Regions from separate parts of the Mus musculus genome. Here all the other regions are linked to region 1. Evidence: chromatin contacts called from public promoter capture Hi-C data. All regions are on one chromosome and are shown on one strand. Each heading gives the region's core, a stretch centred on a gene start, on an enhancer-like site or on the middle of the called end of the contact. The rest is flanking DNA. Distances are from core to core; before and after follow the strand shown.

What was found. Promoter capture Hi-C pulls out the DNA fragments that hold promoters and counts their contacts.
Region 2: a contact with region 1 is called in a promoter capture Hi-C map of second pharyngeal arch cranial neural crest. The contact joins the promoter of Tspan2 here to the promoter of Atp1a1 in region 1. A contact is called at or near these places in 6 of 39 promoter capture datasets (the C10 cell line, cranial neural crest, embryonic stem cells and 3 more) and 2 of 115 datasets of contacts at active chromatin or transcription factors (large pre-B cells and pancreatic cancer cells).
Region 3: a promoter capture Hi-C map of pre-B cells shows a contact between it and region 1, with 4 times the contacts expected there. The contact joins the promoter of Tent5c here to the promoter of Atp1a1 in region 1. A contact is called at or near these places in 3 of 39 promoter capture datasets (liver, neutrophils and pre-B cells), 4 of 484 Hi-C or Micro-C datasets (CD4 T cells, embryonic stem cells, natural killer cells and 1 more), 1 of 115 datasets of contacts at active chromatin or transcription factors (thymic regulatory T cells) and 2 of 9 other capture datasets (adipose tissue and liver).

Annotation. Positions count from the first base shown.
Region 1 is chr3:101,603,222-101,606,213 of GRCm38.p6, forward strand. It overlaps Atp1a1 (ATPase, Na+/K+ transporting, alpha 1 polypeptide), which reads right to left and starts at 1,486. Exons shown (of 23, transcript NM_144900.2): 1 at 1,182-1,486. The coding sequence starts at 1,193.
Region 2 is chr3:102,733,260-102,736,251 of GRCm38.p6, forward strand. It overlaps Tspan2 (tetraspanin 2), which reads left to right and starts at 1,511. Exons shown (of 8, transcript NM_027533.3): 1 at 1,511-1,806. The coding sequence starts at 1,738. Tspan2os (tetraspanin 2, opposite strand) reads right to left here and starts at 2,158. Exons shown (of 4, transcript NR_040588.1): 1 at 1,969-2,158.
Region 3 is chr3:100,487,759-100,490,750 of GRCm38.p6, forward strand. It overlaps Tent5c (terminal nucleotidyltransferase 5C), which reads right to left and starts at 1,434. Exons shown (of 2, transcript NM_001142952.1): 1 at 1,336-1,434.

The DNA.
Region 1 (2,992 bases), core at 236-2,735:
AGATCCGGTTTCCATCGTGGAAAGTGGAGGCCAGGAGGGAATCAGTTCTTTGCTAGGATGCTGCATACGCCGACCAGCCCACACTGGGCACTATCGGGGTCTCTATTCTCTCTTCCTGGCCCACGTCTTATAATCATCTCTTTCAAGTCTCCAAAGAATGTGCTTCCCTCTGGCTCCATCCAGTATATACCCGGGTGCCTTAGGACCTGCAGTGTCTACAGCTTGTCTGCTTGGTCAGCCCTGAAAAGGGTGGAATGGACTCTCCCACCTGTATTCTCATGACTGGTGCTTTTTCAAGCTAGGAACTGATATTTTCAGGGTTATTTTTTTAAGTTTTTAATCTGCTACTTTGAGGTCAAGAACTAACTCTTCCGAGGTGGACAGCAGTAACCGAGGTGGGAACTCAGTGTTGTTCGTGCCCGATTCCCTCATTCTCTTCGGGAACCGCTCTCGGGTGAGACAGCAGTGCAGGAAACCCGCATGGCTTTTCTAACACCATCAACTGCCCAGTCTCCAGTCCTTTGTTAGATTGACAGTACCCTGCGGCCCTGAAGGGTCAGCCTGGCCCCATTTAAGAATTGTGCTCCGACATAAAACAACACACCCCTCCCCGTCGTTAAGACGATAACACCAGTTACCAAAGGCACATCCTGTTATGGACAGTGGCCCATTTTAAAGCTCTCAAAAGTATACCTTAAAGGCTATCTTTGGGCTGTGAAGTCACACCCTTTCTGGCACCAGCTTCGCTGGGCTGGTTCGGCCTAAGGGGAAGCCAGTTTTTTTCCTTTGGGGGAGGGCGGTCGCCTCTGCGGGGAGCTGGCCGAGCCCCAGCGCCTCCAGGAGAAGGGAGTCTCGACCCGGAGGCTGCCCTCGCCGGCGCCGGGCCGCGGCGAGGACCGCCACCGCGAGGGGGCCCTGTCGGAGCTCCCCGGGGGAAGGGGAGGAGCGCTCCTTCCCCTGGGCACGGTGGGAGGAGGGAGAAAGGAAGCGCAAGGCGCGCGGTGAAGGCGACCAGAGGGCTCAGGCAGGGCAGGCGCCCGGCTCAGAGATGCCGCCCCGGGTGCTCCTCCTCCCGGGCCGCTGCCCGCGCTCAGCACCCGCCCCTCCATTGCCGAGAGCCCGGTCTCTAAGCCGCTTCCTCCCGCGCCCCCGCCCGGGGCCCGGGCTCGCCAGACACTCACCCCCTTCCCCATGGTGGCGGCGCTGCGGGCCCCGCGCCGGGTCCTGTTGCTGGAGACTAGAAAGAGAAGAGAGCAGCTCCCGGCCGGGAGAGCGGAGCCGGGGGAGCCGAGAGGCGGGAACTAGGGCTGCCGCGGGAGGAAAGAGGGAGGACGGCCGGCGCCCCGGACCGAGGCCGCCGCTGCTGCCGCCGCTGCTGCCGCCGCTGCCACGTGTCCGCCTCCTCCCGCCGAGGCTCCGCGCCCCAGACCCAGCCGCAGCTCGAGCCCGTGCCTCCTCCTCACTTCCTAAAATATGCAACCTGCGTGATGGCTCCGCCCACGCGTGCACGTCACCGTTACCGGAGCAACCTGACACCGGCTCCAGCTAGCTCCGCCTCCGCCTCTAACCCCTCCCAGCCGGGCCCAGACCGCGCTAGCGACTGCCTGCCCTGGGCTCCCGGCAGGAGGGCGCCGGTGCCCAGGACGCGGGTGTCTGGGTCTCTCAAGGGCTACGGAGCGCTCCCGCCTGCAGAACACTGGGGACTTGAGTGAGCAGCCTGCGGAGTAGGGTGCGGAAGGTCCACAGTGGGTGCGGCGCAGTCGGGGCTAGTCTACTTGCTCAGCGTAGCTTTTCTGGGGTCTCGAGGGGCCGGGGTTGGACAGCAGCTGCACGACTCCGAGGGATTCCTCTCTGCAGAATCCAGGCCGGCATCCTTCGGCGGCGGCGGATGGTGCTTTCCCTTTGATTCCTTCGTCCTGGGGTCCTCTCACTCCACCACTAGAGAAATGCTTCAGGACATATACACACGCGCGCGTGCGCGCATCACTTACATTTCCCTTCCCTTATGACCCCCAAATGACTATATAAAAAAAAAAAGTCAGTAAGAAATTCATTCACAGCACTGTATGAATGAAATCTTGCAAAAGAGGAGGGGGGATTAAACTGTTTGTTGGAGAGTTTCTCCTTTTTATGGCAGAGAAACCTAAAACCCAAAAGAACACCCATCTTTAGTAAAAGAGGTGGCTCAAGCATTTTGAAGAACAGCATCCACAGCATCCGTGGTTACCTTGAGGGTCTCATCAGACTCACTTCCAGCCAGTCGCATCCCACTCTTGGCCTGGCAGAGTTGCAGGGCGGGGCTTCTAGTTTCAGTGGCTAAGCAGGCGCTGTGATGGCTGAAACTTAACATCAGAAACAACAAAGTATTTGTTGTTGTTCTTACCAATCTCAGGAAAGCAAGCAGTCTGGGAAAGCTTAGGATTCAGAAGAGAAACTCGATTTCCATCTCTGAAAATACCTAGAAGTAAGGAAAACACTAACTTCTTAGATATAGACCTATCAACTTCAAGTGTCAATGCTTTGTAGGATGTAGAGCTTGCAAAAAATAGGTGGGGGTGGGCAGAGGGTAAGGGAAGGAGAAACACCCAAACATCTAGGCACTGTGTTATCAGTTCCTCCATAGAGCAATTCTCAGTACTTCTTAGAAACAACGGTTGCTTATACAACTGTTGCTTATAGCAGAAGGCAGCCTTTATCTCTTCCAGTGATCTACAGAACTTGATTAAATCAGTTTGGGGCTTAGAGAGAAGAGGAAACTATAAGCAAAATTTAAAATCACGATTCTGGGGAAAGACCCTTCAAATCCAGAGTACCAGTACCAGCCCTGTTAGTTCAACTGGAGGTCACAGAGTGTTAGCTAGACTTAAGAAAGTGCATTCCTGTGCATGGCAGATCACTGCCACTGTGCAGCAGGCTTTGCTTGCTGAAGACCTTACTTTAAGATGAATTGCCTATAGGCTCTGATCTAAATGGGAAAACACAACAACTAAAA
Region 2 (2,992 bases), core at 261-2,760, 1.1 Mb after region 1:
ACTACCAGAAGCAGCACTTTCATTTGCCTTCTCAGTTTCATAAATAAAATTCACTAGCTTTTCAAAGATGGAAATATGCCTGACTGTAACACGGAAGAAATTGAATGAATGGTTGGTGAGGTCCTGGCTACCTTATATCATAATCTCATGTGCCTCACTGATCTCACTGTACATATATTAACTCCTTAATCTTCACAACTCTTTTGAAGCAGGTTGTACAATCTCCATACTGAGATGGGAAAGAGAGGCCCCAAGATAATGGGGTAATGTGTCACATTAGTCAAGTGCCTGCCCTCTGTGATTTGTTCTGGTGAGCTCCTGACTCCCCTCACCTTGGCCATCTCTCTGACTCCTGCTCCCAGGCTAGGTTGTACTTCCTCTGCTTCCTCCCCTGACCCCCTGCTCTCTCTACTGGCACCTTTTTGTTTGTTTGGTTTTGGTTTTTTGAGACAGGGTTTCTCTGTATAGCCCTGGCTATCCTGGAACTCACTCTGTAGACCAGGCTGGCCTCAAACTCAGAAATCTGCCTGCCTCTGCCTCCCAAGAGCTGGGATTAAAGGCGTGAACAACCACTGCCCAGCTACTGACACCTATTTTACAAATTAGGATCAGGTCCAGTCTTCTTGAAAAGCCTTCCTTAGTCAAGGCAGAAGCAGTCTCTTGCCCAGCTCCTAGCCCACCCACCTCACCTTGTTCCAAAAATTTGCTTACAGATCTGTGCCCTCCAGTAAAGATGTGATAGCAAGCCTGGCATTCTTCTGGTGTCCCCAGGGCTTGCTACTATGCCTGGCCTATAATTGGCACTTAGAGTGTTGCTAAATTAATGCACAAGCTCCCTGATTTTACACTTTCCTGTCTCCCCCGTGCCGTCTGACACCACATATTGTAGACACTTAGTCAACTGAAGTGAATGCCCGATTCTTCACCAGTCGCCTAGCTTAATAAAAACAAAGCAAAACAGAACTCGCTCCCTTTCCCTGATCTACACATCTCAGTCTAGACCCTAAGAATCTGGACTTCTTTCAAGGCCCCCGATCTATCAAACCTAGCAGGATGTGAGTGAGAGGTCTGACTCCCTTTCCCTGATCTGGTGGGCTGGACTGGGCAGGGTGGGAAGCAGTGTCAGGGCCCAGGGCCTCCGCCTGGCGCGCCTACTCCCAGTTCTTGCCTATTAAGGTAACAGTCCTCTAGGAACGCAGCGGCAGGAGGGAGGGTCCCCAGCAGCGGCCTCCGCCCGCGGCCTGGGCGCTTGCAGGACTCTGCTTAACTGCAGCCCTGGACACTCTGCCTGGCGCCTCACCACAGAGTCTCTACCGGCTTCACCGATCCTATTAGCTTTACCATCTGAAGTCACCTCCCTAGGTTTCCATAGACACGCAGGATAACTTCAACCATCATCGAGGGCCTCAAGGGAGTCTGGGCACCCGGCACTGATTAAATGGACCCCGCGTTCCGGGTGGGCGCACATATGCTCGGATAGCTACAGGAGCCCAAGCCCACCAGCGTGGACGAAGGTGGTGCTACCTCCAAGGGCCGGAGCGGGTGCGTGGGACCGGGATCTCCACCCCAGGGCGCCCCAGCCACAGCCAGCTGGCCGCTCGCGACCAAATCCCCGCCCGCAGACCACGCCCACAGGTCACGCCCCTCCCAACCCGCCCCGCCCCTCCACCGGCGCCCGCCGCTCCCGGGGCTCGGCGCGGGCCTGGGGAATCGGGAGCCCGCCGCCGGGGTCGCAGCATGGGGCGTTTTCGCGGGGGCCTGCGGTGCATCAAGTATCTGCTGCTCGGCTTCAACCTGCTGTTCTGGGTGAGACCCGAACCGGCGGGCCGGTTAGGGGGCCAGGGTCCCCGGGGAGGTGACCGCAATAGAGTTGGGCCATAGGAGAGGGCAGGATGTTCAGAGGCGCTAAGCAGACAAAGAGGGAGGGGACATATGGAGGGGGATAGGACATAGAGAAGCTTGAGCTACCAGAGGTGATGAGAAGAGGAGACACGGTGCGATGCTCCCCCGAAAGAAGCCATCATCTTCGGCGGCATCGCCCGGCGGGTGGCGCCAGGTGCGGGGATCTAGCGGGCCCCAATATTCCGAGGGCTGGGGGCCTGGCGGCCCGTGCTCCCTGCATCCTGCTGTGTACACACACCCACTTCTCGCGCTGCCTTCTCTGGGGAACCCGGCGGCCGGGCCAAGGCTCTGGGAGGGAAATCCCTACCGTAGGGCTGCCTGGGGTGGCGCCCCAACCAAGAGTGTGCGGACACGCCGCCTGGCTCTGGTGGTTTGTTGGGAAAATAACGGACAGTAGAGAAAATTGAAAGAGTGGGGAAGATCGTCCTTTTCTTGGGCATTGGCGGGGGGGGGGGTCTTCTGGGTGGGCAGTGGTGGGTGCTCTTTTACGAGGGGTTGGAAAATGGAGGGATTTTGGAAGAGCAGCAACATCCCCCTAGGGTCCCTGCGTACAACCAGTACTCTTGAAATGATCTCATTCAACTTTGCAGGGTGGTGTAGACCTGGCAGCATTCCCTGGGTAGAGATGCATAGAGACAGCCAGAGAGAGTGCCATGGCCCCAGTCTACTGTGTTAGCAGGGCATAGTTAGAGGTGTACCATCCCTGGAATACTCTCTCCCGAGCCCTGGAAAACGGTCAGAGGCCCATTCTGCACAGTCCCTATTGGCCTTCCAGTAACAGAATGCCAGCCAGTGTAGCTGCTCAGATAGACCCTGAGGGAAGACACGAGTCTCGCTTCAGGGGATGTGGGTAACTGCAGGAGCAGAGATGCTTTGGGATGCTTTGAAACCACTGGACTGGCCGCGATGGTTGTCCCATCTGCTCTGAGGAGGCTGGATGGACGATAAGTAATAAATTATTGAACGATGGGCCTCACTTGTGACTACCAACCCATCAGCCCTGAAGCCTGGGTGACTCCAGCAACTCTAAGCTCTTCAGAGACTGCGTGGCCATGACCAACACTGGCTAGCAATGGACAGTCTGGAGGCA
Region 3 (2,992 bases), core at 184-2,683, 1.1 Mb before region 1:
GAAAAACAATCACACCTCTGGTGACTTCCAGCAAGATAGAATTCTTGGTAAGCCTTCCTACCACCCTCTTGGCTGCCTGGCTAGCTTTCTGGCTCCCTCGCTGCCTTGCCAAGCAAATTACAGTGGAAGTTGTTGTAGCCAGCAATGGCCACCGTCACCCTCCTTCCCAGAGTAGCGGGGCAGCTGGGGACCTAATTTAGGAGGATTTGACCATCTTAACTTTATTTCCAGAACACCAAACTCGTCATAATTCAAACTATTACATACACAGCTATTCTTAAAAAATCAGTAAGTCTATTAAATCTTTCGTTGTAAGCACTTTATCCTCAATTGAGGGAGGGGCTTAAGACTTGGGTCCGGGCTCTGAACGGTTTCTCCACATTAAAGGTTGAGAGGAGAGAAAAGAGGCCTAGACCACCTAGGGATGACAATCGATGCTGGTGGAAGTTTTGCGTTCTTGAAAAACCAACTAGGCATTTCCTCACCAGCCCTCCAGGACTTTGCGGTCTCCTGCCCTCCAGCCTGCCCGCGCTAGGTGTAAAGGCTACCAGCTGGTACTGCAGGTTCCTCAACTTCTTCCTATGGAGAAGGCTCTCACCCTCCTCGCAAACTGCGCTAAAGAAGTTCCCTGACCCGGACGATCCGGGAGCCGCGCCTCTAAGCCACCGACAGCACCGCTATCAGAGTCAACGGACTGACTACATGGCTTTCAGCCTACGCAGTAAGCGACTTTCGATCCCCAAAGGGGAGGAACCAGGTTTCACAGCCGCTGAATTCTCGAGAAGTTTCCGAGAGACGCGCAGCTTCGATCATTTGGCCGCGCTGGGTGTCCACAGTCCCAAAGGGAGAAGGATCTCAGCCGCCATCCCGGGCACCGAGCCCAGGAAACTGCCCTCCCCTCGCCGGCCAGGCTTTAGCCCCGACCGCTGCGTCTTCATCTGCGCCGCCAAAACCGCGGGGTTCAAAATCGCCCGGGTTCCGGGCTCGGTGTGCGCGCCACAGGGGCGCAGCTCAGAGCCGGAGCACCGACTAGGTGCAGGGAAAGAGCCCCCTACACTCCGGCTGCCGGGGCAGCAGGAACTCGCCCAAGTTTGCCAAAGCCCGGCCACGGTCTCCGAAAAGTTTGCCTCCTTCACAGAGGAAAGTTTGCGTGAGGGACGCGGGAGCCAGGCGGGTCCTGACACCTGCTGGCATCTCTCCTCCATCCCCGGGGCATGCCACCAGGCTCTGCCGGGACTGACCCTAAGCGGGAAAGCGCGGCCCCCCCCGCCCCCCCCGCCCCGGAGGACCGCAGCAGCATCCTCCCACCTGCGGAGGAGGGGAGTGTGGACTCACCTGGGCGTTGGAAGAGGAGGTGACTGAGGCAGGTGGTTGGCGTGGGCAGCCCCCAGCAGGAGCGGAGCGGAGACTGCGGCCCCTAGACAGCTGCGGCGAGTGAGCGGTCCGGCCGCCGCCCCCTCCGATCTTAACCGGCCTGACCACTCCCCCGCGCCTCCCCGCCCCTGCCCCCGCCCCGCGGCCGGCCTCCCGGGGGAGCCAGGGCGGGGCGCGCCGGCCGGGGCCCCGCGGGATCCTTGCGCCCCGCGCTGACGGCGGGGGGCCGGACGAACGCCGCCCTCTGATTGGCTCCTCGGGTCAATGGTTGCCGAGAGACGAGTAAACCTCGGGCGGCGCAAAGGGGCGGGGTGACCAAGAGGCAGCGTTGCGCAGGCGCAATAGAGAGGTGCTTTGTGGGCGGCGAACTAACTTTGGGGTTGAGGGCACAATTTTCCTCTGTCCTCTCCGCTCCACTCTGCCGTCTTCTTTAGCTTTCCCTTGCCTAGACTGTCCTTCCCTCTACCCCGCTTGCTCCCTGGCGGGCGCGTCTTCTTTCAAACTTTTAGGCGCTCCTCGCCCCAGTGCTCTCTGGTTTCCGGGAGCCGGGAGTGGAAGCCCACGCCTGCCTCGCGCGGTGTTTGTGAAGTCGGAAAACTCTTAGGTGGGCCCTGGAAAAATCTTTCTGATTCCTCGAACAAATTGGCTGGAGGTGAGGTCGTGGTCCTGGGGGGAAGGAAGCAGCTGTGGCCGCGCGGACCACCTGTGTGCAATTGGCGATCCCGGGAAGCTATCGCCAAAGCCTTAAGCACAGCAGCTCAGCTCTCCAGAGAGCAGCGCTGGTCTTTGCTGCTTGTTACTGCTCGCAGGTGTGGGACACACACACACACACACACACACACACACACACACACACACACACACACTCACTCACTCACTCACTCACACACACATAGTTGATGGCTCACACACACACACACACACACACTCACTCACTCACTCACTCACTCACACACACATAGTTGATGGCTCCGCTGTGGAACTCTCCTTCACCACTTAATTACCCGGAAGGCCTTGCAAGAAGCTATTGTGGTTTGGTCTTTATTTTAAGACAATGCCTCCTGAACCCCAGACAGGCCTCTAAGTAGCCTTGGCTCACCTTTAACTGATCCACCTCTGTGCACCTCCCAACTGCTGGGATTATAGGCGTGGTCTACCACGCCCAGCTTTACTGACCGTCTTGACCTATCCTCCAAAAACACTATTTCCCATCTGTATTATGGGAGGAAGGACGAGATAACCGTGAGATCAATATTATGGAAATAGCTATTAATCATGCACTGCTTGCTAAAAAGTTCATGCCAGGTACTAAATAAATCAGAAAGCAGTCGTTAATAAACACTTGTTGAGTTTCGTTTGACCCTCTCCTGGGTACTGGGGCCTAGATGGCTTCCCGAATCGGTGCTCTCTTCTGCCCTCTCCACCTCTGTGGAGCGTGAGTATCCGTATCCAGCAGTGTCTGCTAGGCTATGAAGAGTTCTCACACATGCACATGCTTTCTCTGGTAGGGGAGGCGAATTCCCAAAACTAAAACAGTGTAAGACATCAGTATGAGAACTTACATGTTCTTGAACACAAATTCAGGATATATGGCCAGCTTTTTTGTTGATAATGTGAG